Regions from separate parts of the Mus musculus genome. Here regions 1, 2, 4 and 5 are each linked to region 3. A link is a contact called in public promoter capture Hi-C data. All regions are on one chromosome and are shown on one strand. Each heading gives the region's core, a stretch centred on a gene start, on an enhancer-like site or on the middle of the called end of the contact. The rest is flanking DNA. Distances are from core to core; before and after follow the strand shown. Region 1 holds the start of Tro (trophinin). Region 2 holds the start of Tspyl2 (TSPY-like 2). Region 3 holds the start of Phf8 (PHD finger protein 8). Region 4 holds the start of 3010001F23Rik (RIKEN cDNA 3010001F23 gene). Region 5 holds the start of Apex2 (apurinic/apyrimidinic endonuclease 2).

Region 1 (2,700 bases), core at 197-2,696, 860 kb before region 3:
GGGTGGAAAGGGGGAAGATTTATCAGAAGTCTTGCTAAATCTGAAGGGTGAAAGAATTTGCCTAATTTTAGGCCCCAAATCTTTCTGGGTTTGCCTATCTAGAAGCCCAGAACATGTGGTCTCTGAGCTGCAGCATCTTTTGCTTCCAAGATGGCAAATTAATTCTACGACCTACACCTTAATACCCTCTACCACACCGCAACCTGACAGTGCGCATGCGCACAGAACGAGAGCGAGAGACACGCACACACGCGCGCACCCACACCCACCCACCCACCCACACACACACACACACATATGCGCGTGCACACACACACGCACGCGCGCATGATAACAGGTTTTCCAAATGCAGCTGGTCCTCAAGGCCCTCAATACGCATGCGCTATGGTGGACAGGACCATTCTAACCATCTCATGTCCACATATGTCCCCCGCTCTCAGAGCTACAGAACATCTCGATCCCACCGCCTCCTCCTCCTACATCATTTCTCAGCCCGTCCCCCCACCCCAGGCTCCACAGGGCCTCTTCGCGCCACCCCCTCCTACCACCATCCCACCCCACCCCCGCCCCCATTCCTGTGCGGCCGCGCCAGCCCGCGCCAACCATCAGCCACTCACTCAGGCTGTGGTTCCGCAGTCCTCCGCACCTCCCACCCTCCTCAAGCCCCCTCCCCCCCCACCCGCGCCGCAGTCGCCTTCGCCAACACTATCCCCCCTCGCCCCCCCCCCCCCCGGTCCACGTCTGCAAGGGCCCCGCCCCGCCCTTTCTGCAACATTGATACCCCACCCTCAAATCCAACAGGGATAACCCCTTCATGATTCCCAGCTCCCTAACCCTACCAGGTCATCCCCTCTTTCAAAGCAGTGCTACCCGGATCCTAGCCCGTCCTTTCTCCCTTCCAAGCCTGGTCCTCTGGCCGTTTAAAGAGGATTCTGTCGCTCCTTTCTTAGTCCAGATTCGATTCATCCTTTTCGTAGCCCATAACGGGGTCCAGCCCCCTTTCTTCAGCTTGATCCGGGTCCCTTACCTCCCTCCTGAACTCGACCCTCCTCCCTTTTTGCTACAGCCAGAACGTGTTCTAGATGTTTCCTTTCCAAAATCCCAACCAGGTCTGCATCCCTTCTTTCCATCCCCAAACTGAGTCTAGACTTTCCCGTAGCCCGGAGATTCCGCCCCCGCCTTTACGCAGTGAGAATTGGGTCCAGGCACCTCTAAACCCACCACATCGAAACCGCTAGATCCCGAATCCAGCCAGGTTCCTGTCAAACCTTAATGCTGTGTGAAGCCAGTCACCCCGAAGCCGCGGCTCTGAAGCCCCCACGGGGTCTTTCCTAAAGCTGGCCACCTCAGCTCACCTCGCCCTCGTGAGCCGAGAGGACGTCTGCTCTCTCCAAGCCTCTCCTCAGGTCTGAGCTTGTAACCCGCCCCCCTGGCCGGAAGTGGTCCTGCCTCTTTCCGCCTCCAGAGGGGGGTCTCCGTCCCTACCAGCCCGCCCCACCCCCTCCCCGCTAACGGCTTCCCAGTCTCCTCAGTGTGGCGCATCTGTTTACTACCTCTTGTTCAGCATTCACACCTAGTCTCCATTTCATTTCTCTGTTCCCCAATACGTGTCCCTGTTCCTATTTGATTTTTCAGTTTCTCCTGAAGAAAATGACCTCAGAGCTCCCACGCCTGTCCTGACAACACTAATTACATGGCGTGATATACTGTGAGAACGTCACATTCATTACTGCCTCTAAAATACGACTAGATTAAGATAGAGGCGCTGAACATTAAGGTGATGCTCTCAAATAATTCATATATATAATATATATTTAAACAATATGTAATAAATAATTAAATACATATAGTTAAACAGTAGATGTAAGAAAAATCAATTAGAGCCTGTCAGATGGCTCAGCGGTAAAAGCACTCCAAGCCTGCGGACATGAATCCTATTCCCTGGATCCACATGGCGGAGGTAGAAAACCTACTCCCACAGGTTGTCTTCACAGCTCTGATTGCACACAAACACATATGTGCATGTACACACACTTTATTTATTACAAATAAAAATGTAATAAAAAAATCCCTACATGCTTCTATTTTATTTCAAAATAATTTCACTGATTCCTTAAAATTAAAAAAAAAATTATTTGGAAACTATGGGAGCGGGCATTTAACAAAGCCCTGATATAATTCCAGCACTACTTGGGAGGGAGATGTTGAAGGGTCTTGAGTTCAAGTACAGCCTTCTACGATGAGATGATATATTAAAAATCATATGTATATGTGCATATATATACATACAAATATACATACACATCTTTTTTTCTCATGTTCTTCTTTTACTGATGCTCTGAACAAGGACTTAGGCTTTCTCTTGTGATGTAGCACACTACTCGCCAGTGCAAGAAACAATTTGTAGCATTCACTTTTTTTCATTCAATTATGTCAAACTGAGTAGAGACCATTATGTCAGAAAAAAAAGGCAGTCAAAGCTAAAATGAGACATTATAAAAAAGAATGACATTATACACTGGGCGTTGAATCCCAGCACTTGGGAGGCAGAAACAGGCAGATCTTATGAGTTCAGGGGCCGGCCAGGGCTACATAGTGAGGTCCTGTATCAAGAAAACCAAGGGATACTTTTGGGATAGCATTGGAAATGTAAATGAGGAAAATACCTAATTAAAAATAAAAAAGAAAACCAAACAACAA
Region 2 (2,700 bases), core at 55-2,554, 820 kb after region 3:
AAGAGCTTATGCGCCCTCCCTCCTTAGTCAGTTCATCACCTGTACTCCCCCCTCCTCTCCTCCTTTCTCTATCTGTTGCTCCGTTTATGGGCTGTGTGCCTTTTCCGTTACCCCTCCCTCTTTTATTGTCTGGGATCCATTTTCTTTTTAAATGTTGCAATGCTACTCTTTTTCCCTTCTGCAGTCTAGTTTTAGATGCGATTTTGCCCTCTTGCCATCCCTCTTCCACGCCTTCTAGAATCTTCTAATGGGGATTCATCATCCTCATCTCTGACCCTCCCCCACACCTCTTCTCTCTCTTCCACACATCTCCCCTTCAGTCATGGGCTTCTGGCCCATGCATACTGATGAGAAGGATACTGCTTTGACCCAGAAGCCTGGGATATGCTGGATGATGAGGTCTCTGCGCTCCAAAAAGGGCCTTCGCATCTGGATGAATTTGCGCTTGAGACGCAAGAAGGCCTTGCCTGCCTTGATGTTCACCGCCTCCAGGTCCATTTGAATGCTCTCCAGGGCCTGCAGTATGCTCTCCATCCTCTGGGCACTCCTCTCTCGGCTCTCCTTCGCCTTCCTCTGCTTCCTTCTCCTCCTCCTCCGACGCTGCCGCCTCCTCACACTCTCCTTGTCATCCTCATCCTCATCTTCCACTATTATGATAGCCTCCTCCTTCCTCTTCGGACCAACTAACATCTGGGGCCCCCACCCTCCTAAGCTACAGGTTTCTAGGGCCTTCTCTCCGAGGCTGCTGGGCTCTGCAACCTGAAAGTCAATTGCCAGGCTTCCCCCAGAGATTTCTGAAGATGGGAGCGTTTCCATGATCCCTGTGGAAGGGGCCTCCCCGAACCCTGACTCCATTGCGTGATCCCATCCGGGACTCTCAGCACTCAGGGTGAAATACGCGCGGATCCCCCCTTCCTCAAGAATGACATAGGGCAGTGGTGGGGGCAGCGTGGGGCCCACCCCCCTCATGTCAGCCAGCACCTGTGCAGCCTCGGTTTCTTCCTGGGGTCTCGGACGCTGCTGGGGTGGAGGCAGGGGCAGTCGCTGGAGCGGTGGGGGTGGCGGGGGCGGCAGGTCGCGCTGACGGGGTTCCGAGCTGCTCAGGCGGGGGGTCTTGGCCGGAGGCCCCTCGTCCGGGCGGTCCATGGTGACCGCACTCACAACACTGGCTCTGCGGCTCTCAGACAAGGCCGTAGCCACCAGTCACACTTGAAGCGGAGCCGCCACACCTCACGCGACCAGCTCTGCTCACCACCTCGCTCTGACGTCCCCTCCCACAGCGCCTGCCCCACTCCCACAGCGCCTATCGCCCAGGCCCCGCCCACTCCCTGGCATGGCGTCTGCTCTGCCCGCCATTGGCTGCAGGCCTCGGAGCTGGCGGTAGCGTTCCCTCAGCCCCTGCCTTCTCTCACGCAATCCGCTTGCCAACACTACACATCATCATTTTCTAATTGGCTCCCTTCGCGCCCACCAATCATCAGGCTGACTGCCCCTCAGTGATGAGAGGAAAACTGCGGGGCGATTGGCTATGAGGAAAGCTAGGGTAGGAGCCCCCTCACCCTCAGTCTTGCAATGTTTTAGCCAATGGGAAAAGTACCAGTGATTCTGAAGACCACAAGACTAGGCCCGGGGAGGGTGGCTGGGAGTGCGCAAGCACCAGGGAACGAGATGTGCTCAAATGAAATCAGAGAGCCTCGCTATCATTCTCCCCGCCCCACTCCCCCAACAACTACGCACTTTTAAAATCTGTCCCTTCCCCCACCAGTTTATGCCTGTGGGGTGAGCGCTGTAGCCCCTCAGTCGCAGGCTGCTTTGAACTGCTAGTAGTTTAAATATCTGAGGTCTTTTTGCTTTGGTGGTCAGGTTTTGACATGGCTTTTTCTATTTCTGCAAAATGGCTCCACAGATGCAAAGAGTAACTTCCTCTGCGTCATTAAAAAAAAAAAAAGGTGATTCAACTAATGTGCTAGATTTTTCTAGAACTTTAAAATTCTCTTTGTCTACACATAATTTCTACCCCAGCTTTTCCTAAATGAATGCGGCTATTAATTGTACCCTAATATTATATTTTATTTTGTTTGTGATCAGAAATGGCTGGTCTTTGATGAGGCACGATGGTGGAGTTTTGGCTCTGGTTCTAGAATCCACATAGCAGGTGACTTCCACTGTGACTTTAGCCAAATCACTGCCCCTCTCTGAGCTTGTTTCTTCTACATTAGACATTCCTAAGGAGAGGAGATAATTGCCCATTGCAGCCTTGCTGTGGTAGCAGAGGAAGGAACCTCAGAATCCATCAACAGGAAAATGGATGTGATATGTGTTTTAGATGGACTACTAGAATAAATTTGATCTATGTATAGCAACATGGCTGGATTTCGCAAAAACAGAATGTTAAGTGAAAAAAGAAACAGAGCAAGATTTATAGTACAATACTGTTTATGTAAATTAAAACACATCAATACCATATATTTTCCACAGATACACATAAGTAAATAAACACATGAACGGTGGTTTGGAAGGACACACATTAAGTACTGAAGAGCGGTGCCTATGTGGGGTTGGAAGGATGGGATCAGGAATGGGTGATGAAGGGGACAAAGCAAAATAATAAAAGGACCTTGCATGGACCAATGATAGAGTGTGCCAAGAACTGAGTAATAGGGTCAGCTCAATTCTGTGCACCTGAAGAAATAAGTAAAT
Region 3 (2,700 bases), core at 148-2,647:
AGCTGTATTGAGGGCCTTAGCAAATCTTTATATATCCTCTTAGACTCCCTGCAGCATAGCTTACAACAGCAAGCAGCCCATGAGGCTTAGCTTATTTTACTCTTCATTTTCTTTCCTCCCTTTTTCCTTTCTTGTTAAAGTTGTCACTCTCTTGCCCCATTCTCTCAGATGGTTTTTAAAGAGTTCTCCACCAGATAATAATCACAGCACTCAAGAAGCCGAGGCTGAGGTGGAAAGGAAAGGAGAAATGAGGAAACAAGAAGAGGGAAATTATTTTTCTCTGACAAGGACACTTTTGTCCCTGTATATGTTTGCCAGAAAACTGTTTTACACATATTCTTTTTTTCCACGCCACTCTTCCTCTTTTGGTAAGAAAATATTTTTTTCTAAAATTTCTTTATTTTTATGTTATGTGCTTTGGTGTTTTACCTGCATGTGTGTCTTATGTGAGGGTGCCAGGCCCCCTGTTACAGACAGCTGTGAGCTGCCATGTGGGTGTTGGGAATTGAACTAGGTCCTCTGGAAGAGCAGCCAGTGCTTCTAACCTCTGAGCCATCTCTCCAGTTCCAGAAAACAACTTTTAATACAGTTTATTCTATAAAGTAATGAGATCCTGCAAGAAAGTGATACAGCAAGAGAACTAGGGATATTTCATTAATGTCTGAAGAAAAAACAAAATCAAACAGTGCCACCTTAAAGCAGTCAGAAAATCCTGGTACAGATATATGGAAAGCCGTGAACTGATTTTTGCTTCTCATGGAATTGAACCTGCATGGTTCATGACAGAGACCCTGGGAAGAGCCTGCTGGGGGAAAGAGGTTTTTTTGTTTTATTTTGTTTTTTTTAATTCCCAGGCTCTCAGATCACTTTCCTTCTCTAAACCTGTTTCTTCATTTGGTGATAATCGCAGTTTTTTTCCTCTCACAGAGTGAAAGATTAAATGATAACTCCAACCGTGGGAAAAGGACCTCGTCCACTATCAGGGCTCAATGGACAGGAGCCTATCCCCCAAGGCTGAAACCCGCCCCCGCAGCCCTATGTAACACTTCTGCCGCCCGGAGCCACGGACCTCACCTCCTCTCGGAGGAGGAGACTAGCGAGGGGCGGCGAGTGCTAGGGGGGCGGGCGGAGGAAGGTGCGGGTTTGGCTTTTTTTTTTCCAACTCCGTGTTTACCCGGGGTTACGGAAGACTTACGCTCCAGGCCCCACTCAAAATGGAGCCAAACTACCGCCTCGCCTAAGATGGCGGCTCCTCCGCCTATCAGCTCAAGGTCTTATGCGCCATTGGGCCACCTAGACGAGGCGCAACATCCTAGGCTCCCTCAAGGTGTCGCCCCGCCCCATGACGTCACGCAAGAGCCGCCGGCTTGACGTGCCGGGCTCCACCTTCACCTCCCGTGCCCGAGCCTCGTAAGATGGCGGCGGGCTCGTCTCTTTCCCAGAACGCCGCCACTCTCAATATGGTAGCTGTTTACCATATCTCTCCACCCCTCTCCGCCTCAACTGCCTCGCGATTTTGAATAAACTTTATTGATTGCTTTGAATCTCCTACAACCCCCCGAGAGTGGCTTCTCCCGGCGACCTCTCCGGCGGTCTTTCTCCAGCCGCCGCAAGCCTGTCTCGCGAAGGGGGCAGCGACAAAGCCACTTGCCAGTGCGCCCGGCGGCCCCGACCCCGACCCCCAGCCCCGGCTGAGACCTCGGTCTCTAGAAGGCTCTGAGGGCCAGACGGTGGGAGGGCTGAGGTGGACACTGCCCGAAAGCCCCGTCAGAGCCCGGGCACTGCGTGACGCGGCATGTGGTTTCTAGGAGAAGGCAAGTCAGCTTCACAGTTTGGCAGCGGCAATCCCAGCATTCAGCGCGCGCCGCCTCGGGCCGGAACTGCCCGGCCAGCCTGTGCTTAGCGCAGAGCTGGGTTGCCCCGGAGCGAGCCCAGCGGCAGGCGAGTCTCTGGGGCTGAGCTCTGTTCCCTGAGGACTTGCCCCCTGCAGCCTCGGGCATGAAGAGAGCTCTGTAGCGTTTGGGACCGTGGACATTTTTTATCAGGTTTGGGGCATAAAAAAGGTTCCTGTCAGTGTGTGTGTGGGGAGGCGTAGAGAGCTCCTCGTAAGTTTTGGGGGCTGCAAGCAAGCTGCGTTCTAATTTAAGACGAGACGTCTGTCAGGTGAGGGGTCCAGCCGAACCCTCGGCGGTCGGAGGGGATTGCAAGGCAATGCCTGCCATTTGGAGCTGTGGAGGGGAAAACAAATTCTTCGCTTAGTTTCGCGGCGGCGAGGAGATTCTAGTGGGTTTCCTGGGGCTTCGAAGAGATCCTTTTCAGTGTCAGGGGGGGAGATGAGCTCCCTGTCAGCTTTGGAGTGGAGGACGAAATTGCGGTTTATTTCATTTTGGAGCAGAATGAGACTCCTTACTGCTCGGGAGGGAATGATACTGAGAATGACGAAAAGGATCATTTAAACTCTCCCAACGCGATCCCAGGACTGTGATTTGAGTTGGGTGCCTAGTCTTGTTTGTCTTGTTCCCGAAGGCTTTGGGGGGTGGGGTGGGGGGGCGTAATTCGGAATAACCTGCGGAGACCTTCAGGGATTTCCGCATCTCTGCTTCTTCCTATTTTGGGGGGCTAGACAGGGTCTCTGGTCTCTCCCTCAGCTTCCCTCTTCCCAGCCTCATCCTTTATGCCGCGGTTTGCGTCATAATAAAG
Region 4 (2,700 bases), core at 13-2,512, 850 kb after region 3:
CCACAGTGTGGGGACCACTACGTTATTCCTGTCCCCTGTATATTGTCATGGGGATTGGTTCAAGCGCTCTCAGAGCCCAGGACCTGAATGTGCTCCCTACCCCCACCTTACCTTCCTCTATTCCTATAGCAGCTTCCTCCCACTAGCTGGGACACATCTTCCAGGGTGAGTGAGCAAAGGTATGTTACCTGTAGGTAGAGACTGGGAAAAGAATAAAGGAAGGAATGAGGGGTGGTCTGCACTAGGAGCAGCCTCCTTGTCATATCTACCCACCTGCTTGGTGCCCAGGTTCTCTGTCTCTCTTACAGACACACAGACACACACACATACAGATCACAATTCTGCAAACAACCTAAGGAACCTGGAGAAGGAGAAAAGGAAGCTGCAGGCATTGTGAGAACAAGGCTCAATGAGCTCCCAGGTACCCCTTCCACAGCTAGCACACAAGGAATGGTCTTGTGTCTAAACGTGACTATAATGATAGAAGCAGACCCTGTAAGGGGTTGGGGGTGGAGAAACAGGTGGTGGTTCCCTTTCTTATGGGACATTCAGGATTAAAGAAGATGGGGAAAGATAAGCAGTCTTGGGGTTTGAGTGTTGTCATACTCAGTGATGAAGCAGAGAGACTAACAGAGAGACAGGAAGCATGACAGTGATAGAGACTGAAATATATGGAGAGACAGAGAAGTCCCAGCCCCCCTCCTCCCCTAGCTCCTTTATGGAAGAATGCTGACTACTTACCTGGGTTCTCTTAGCAGGACTGTCTTGGAATTCAGGAAGGAGACTCACTCTGTCTCATCCAGGATAAACCACAGCCCAGGCCACATTGTGGGACCCTCACTGATCTGGCAGCCAGTGACACTCCTGCTTCTGTTGCCGTGGATACAGCCTGGTTGATCTAAATCACTGGCAGCAAGGGAAGCAGGTGCCAGAGGGGTGCACTTGGTAGAGCTGGAGATGTTGGGGAACACCAGGTGGGCAGCACACAGCTTTGGGGTGCCCAAGTAGCGGGCAGATGGGGGTCCTGGTAGGTGCTTCTCCCACTACACACTCCCACCCCCATCTTCATGCCACCGCCGGTCTGGGAGGGGGCCAGTGTTGGCTCCGCTACTGTTCTGCCTGCCTAGCTACCGGTTCCCCCCCACCCCCCACCCAGTCTGCCTGCTGGCCGCAGCCTTTTGTCCTCAGAAGACACGGTCCCAGCGGGGCCTCTGCCAAGCTTCTAGCAGATGCTCAGGGTCCTGGACTCCTCCCTGGGAACACAGGAGCCATGGCTTGGGAGGGCCCCAGGTTAGGGGCACACTCTCATCCAGGCTAACCCCACTCTCCGGGCCTGGCGAGGATGGAGAAGAGGTGCAGGTCCACAGCCAGAGGCAGTAGCAGAGGTGGTGTTGGGGAGGGGATGGACGCCAGAAAGAGGGGGAGGGGTGGAGGGAGAGAGAGGCTGGCCTGATAGCCGTGTCCCAGGTTTTAGATCCGGGTTGAGAAGGGTGGCTCAGAGCATCCAAGGGGGGTCCTGAAGCGAGACGAAGGTACAGTGGACCTGCTGGAAGGAATTCCTGGCCCGGGAATCACCCCGCTTCACACAAATCCAGATTCCGTGATGCGGGAAACACCTAGCTTGGATAGGGTCTCAGTGAGGAGTCCTGGCCCCTTAGCTAGACCCTGTGTAGCCTGTTGGTCCTCCCCTCTCCTCGATTTGCACAGTCCCTGCCCGAGGGGCGGGTGGAGGAGGGAGGGAAGGAGGGAGAGCAAGGGAGGGAAGAAGGGAGGCTGAGCAGCCGGGAGACTCCCAGCCACCAGCAAGGTCCTCCCTGGGGCGGGGCGGCTGGGGTTGGGGGAGGGGGCTGGCGAGACCGGGAGAACTTGGCTGCCTGGCTTACTGAATGGGGATGCTTGGTGTGGTGTGGTGGTTGTTCTTGCCAGGACAATAGCTGACTGACAAAATCAGGCTCAGGCCTTTCTGACTTGAGAGAGGCCTGTGTGGAGGTGAGGGGAAGTAGCCAAGAGGTTGCTGAGATAGCAACTTGCTTAGGATACTCGTGCAATGAGGGCAGAGCTTGTAAAGGTCTGGGGTCCGGTTTTGGACAAAGATTCAGGGGAAATTTCTTAGGTTTGGTATGGAAGGTTTGGAAGATAAGGTAGATAGCCTTATTTAGGATGGGGTTTTATGGGTAGGCTCTGGAAGTTGGCTTGGAGAGAGGTGGAGGAGGAGTCAGACACCCAACTCGGAGCCCCTGTGAGGATACCCACAATGATAAATCTACTTTCTCTGGGCCAGGAGGCAAGCATGAACACATACTTAAGGCTGTGTTCCAGGACAGCATGAAGCAAAAGATGAGAAGAATGCCTGGGAAACAGACATGGGAAGACCAGGGAATACAGTTCTGTTTTGAATTGGTTTAAATAGGGACCAAATGATGCTGTGGTGGTTCCTCTAATTTGTAGCAGTCAACAATTCCAGTTCTCTTGATATAAAACTTGTATTTTATTTGTTTTCTTACCCCACTTGTTGGTTCATTCATTAACTAGCTTTATGTAGGTCCAGTGCTGGACTCAGCTGAGTTGGGTAAATCAGACTTGCTGCCTGCCCTTATGAAAACCATGATCTGCTACCAACCTGTGGGCCAGGAAGTCATGCACCTGCCTCTGGATCCCTCTGGTACCTGTGAAATCTAGATCCCCAGGCCTGCTCTCTGG
Region 5 (2,700 bases), core at 133-2,632, 930 kb before region 3:
AAAACACAGAGAGGATGTGAGCCAGGACTTGAACCCTGGCAGTTAAGGTCCAGTGCTTATACAGTTAACTCAGAAGAAGTACATTACTATACTTCTGAGGGACAAAAGGAAACTTCGGTGCATAAATATGAGGTTTCATATGACCTAAAATTAGCAGCATTTGCTTTGGAAATGAAAAGTCAAAATATGTTACCTTCTTATTAAATACCAAAACACTCCTTTTCTCCATCACCAATGCTAACATAAATACCCCCAGAAGACCTCATTTACCAGAATAGCCACTACGGCTGCGGCTGAAGCTGAAATAGGAGTTATAACCCTCAACAATAGCCAGGGGCTCTGTCAGTACATCTCCTAAAAAAAAAAAAAAGAAAAAAAAGTAAATATAAAGTCAGAGGTAAATTAGCACCATGGACCCATGAAAGACTGGAATTACAGTTATAGGTTAGCATACATCAGAGCTGTAATTGAGGGTCAGGAGAAGTGTTTATGTTGACAGGAGCTAGAGAGATGGGAAAGTCAGGAAAGAAAATTATATTCAAATTAGATAGGGAAGCAGAGGAGGGCAAATCAGAGCTAAGTCTTGTGATTTAGATTAAAGTACTCACAGATGCTGGCAGTGGAGATTGGGGACCTGAAGGGTGGGAGGTAGGAGAGGGAATTAGGGAATTCGAGCTGGGAATTATGGGAGAAGAAATTAGGTCTAAATTTGAGGTAAGATATCAAAGAGGAATGAATCTAGGGCCTTGAGGTGGAGAGAAAAGAGGAATTGGAGATATGGGAAGGAGAAATTAAGAGTCTGAGCTAAAGGCAGAGATTAGGTGGGGATTAAGGACTGAGGTGGGGGCAGGGATGGAAAACTGAGGTGTTTGGCTTAGAAGAATGAAAGGAGAAAATTCAAGGCCCAGAGTTCGGGCTATAGAATGAGTGGGAATCTGTGTATGAGGGTTTCAACGGGGAAAGCAGGCCAGGAGTCGGAATTAGGGGTTCTAGCTGGGGTGGGGTTGTTTAGAAAGAAAAGGATCAGGCCTTTCAGATGGGTATAAGGGCAGGATTCTAAGTATAGGAAAACGAAACGCGAAATGAGACAGAACAAAGGTTAGCATCAAAAGGAAAACACCGTAGAGATCTTGGATTCTCGAATGCTCACTGGTCACTTTGGTCTCCTGGAGACAGACAATATCAGCATCCAGCTCGTCCAAAACGCGTCGCAAGGCCGTGGGACAGCTGCTGGGTTCCTGGCATGCAAGGCCTTGCAGGGGACTCCGGATCCCATTGATGTTCCAGCTTACCACGCGCAGCATTTTGGTAAACGGTACAGTTTCCCAAAGGAAGCTTAGGCGGGCAAATGCATTGCTGCCCGGAAGTGAGCTGGCTCCCCGCCTTCCTCTCGCGTTTCCACCGGGCGTTCTCACCTTCCCCTCCGCCCCCTCCGACGGCAGGACGCAAGCAGGGCGGGACTTCGAGTTCAGTTCTCTTAGGCGGGAGACGGAACTAAGGTGGAGGCTGTAGGAAAACCGGGCTTGATCAAACGAGCCTGTCACCCCAGTACTCAGGAAGCTGAGGCAGGGTCAGTAATGAATTCAAGGCCAGCCTGGGCTACATAGCAAGACCCAGACCAAAACCTGGGAAGAGTAACTGGTGAGAGGCGCGTCTCTGGTTGGGCTCCTTCTCTTCTGGCCGCATGCTGGCCTGGACGCCCGAATCTGACTGCTCTTCTCTACTACAAAAGTACCCCCTGATGCGCCAGGTTACTGACAAATGGGATTTTGTCCCTTTGTCAAGGGGCAGGCCTCTGGGGAAACAAGCTGAGCCAACGCCCTACCCGGATCGAGACAGGACTCTGGCTTTAGTGAGCGGCCCCTGGCGGTGGCTGAGGGGCTTCTGCAGACCCTGGAGTCCTTTTGGGCAGTGGCGAAGGGAACTTTCTCCGTTAAGCAATTAAGAACCTAGCTAGCCTCCGTTTTAATGGAGTCTGGAGGAAGGAGACTGCCTCAAATCCTCCCTGTATAGCCATGTTTGTCTTGACTCTCAAAGCATAAGACAGACTTGCATTTGGCTCCATTTCTCAGATGAGCAAAATCGAGGCCTAGACCATTTAAGCTCCAGAATAGTATCATTTCCCGATGCAGTTATGGTTTTCCTGTCTATACCGTGTCCTTTCATTCTTAGGATAATCCAGGAAGAGGCACTGAAGCTAAGTAGAAGTTGAATAAATTCGTCTCAGCCTCACAGAAGTGGTAGAGCCAAGATTTAAACCCTTCTTAATCAGGTAAACAATTGATTTTTTTTTTGTCCACACACCTCTGTGTTTACGTCTTTTCCTGTGGGCACCACTGCACTTTATGGTCCATGGCACAGTATTTACCACAGTGCACAACCCCCATTGATTTCCGTTGTCACTAGACTGCCAGCAGCCTGAATGCAGTGGCCATCTCTGACCCACCTTATATGATAACGGAATAAATATTTAGCAAATGGATGAATAAGCAGGGCAGTAGGGATGAGTTCTCGACTTATTTTTTTGTGACCACAGAAACAGAATTAACAGGAATCGCCCTATTTCCAGGAAAACTATAACTTTGCATCCTAAGGGTTTTTTTTTTTTCCACTGAAAATTGCTACAAAGTTATTCCCATTCGAATGCACACACCCTCAGAATTTCACAGCCTTTGAGCCATCGTCTTCATGGCTATACAG

The links. Promoter capture Hi-C pulls out the DNA fragments that hold promoters and counts their contacts. Capture Hi-C pulls out chosen DNA fragments and counts their contacts.
Region 1: a promoter capture Hi-C map of erythroid cells shows a contact between it and region 3, with 2.6 times the contacts expected there. The contact joins the promoter of Tro here to the promoter of Phf8 in region 3. A contact is called at or near these places in 2 of 39 promoter capture datasets (erythroid cells and hippocampal neurons) and 1 of 115 datasets of contacts at active chromatin or transcription factors (astrocytes).
Region 2: a contact with region 3 is called in a promoter capture Hi-C map of liver, with 3 times the contacts expected there. The contact joins the promoter of Tspyl2 here to the promoter of Phf8 in region 3. A contact is called at or near these places in 5 of 39 promoter capture datasets (the HPC-7 cell line, HPC-7-derived erythroid cells, embryonic stem cells and 2 more), 3 of 484 Hi-C or Micro-C datasets (CD4 T cells and embryonic stem cells), 2 of 115 datasets of contacts at active chromatin or transcription factors (embryonic stem cells and memory CD8 T cells) and 2 of 9 other capture datasets (adipose tissue and liver).
Region 4: a promoter capture Hi-C map of embryonic stem cells shows a contact between it and region 3, with 5 times the contacts expected there. The contact joins the promoter of 3010001F23Rik here to the promoter of Phf8 in region 3.
Region 5: a promoter capture Hi-C map of liver shows a contact between it and region 3, with 5 times the contacts expected there. The contact joins the promoter of Apex2 here to the promoter of Phf8 in region 3. A contact is called at or near these places in 7 of 39 promoter capture datasets (the 3T3-L1 cell line, the C10 cell line, cranial neural crest and 4 more), 2 of 115 datasets of contacts at active chromatin or transcription factors (effector CD8 T cells and memory CD8 T cells) and 3 of 9 other capture datasets (adipose tissue, liver and pancreatic islet).

What each region holds. Positions count from the first base shown.
Region 1 is chrX:150,655,990-150,658,689 of GRCm38.p6, forward strand. Tro (trophinin) reads right to left here and starts at 1,447. Exons shown (of 13, transcript NM_001002272.3): 1 at 1,356-1,447.
Region 2 is chrX:152,341,180-152,343,879 of GRCm38.p6, forward strand. It overlaps Tspyl2 (TSPY-like 2), which reads right to left and starts at 1,305. Exons shown (of 7, transcript NM_029836.4): 1 at 361-1,305. The coding sequence starts at 1,146. It overlaps Gpr173 (G-protein coupled receptor 173), which reads right to left. Exons shown (of 4, transcript NM_001359449.1): 4 at 2,419-2,700.
Region 3 is chrX:151,519,275-151,521,974 of GRCm38.p6, forward strand. It overlaps Phf8 (PHD finger protein 8), which reads left to right and starts at 1,398. Exons shown (of 22, transcript NM_001113354.1): 1 at 1,398-2,163.
Region 4 is chrX:152,367,310-152,370,009 of GRCm38.p6, forward strand. It overlaps 3010001F23Rik (RIKEN cDNA 3010001F23 gene), which reads left to right and starts at 1,263. Exons shown (of 4, transcript NR_045451.1): 1 at 1,263-1,385; 2 at 2,533-2,700. It overlaps Gpr173 (G-protein coupled receptor 173), which reads right to left and starts at 1,409. Exons shown (of 4, transcript NM_001359449.1): 1 at 742-1,409; 2 at 112-201.
Region 5 is chrX:150,586,773-150,589,472 of GRCm38.p6, forward strand. Apex2 (apurinic/apyrimidinic endonuclease 2) reads right to left here and starts at 1,383. Exons shown (of 6, transcript NM_029943.2): 1 at 1,151-1,383; 2 at 271-354. The coding sequence starts at 1,304. It also overlaps a transcript of Pfkfb1 not described here.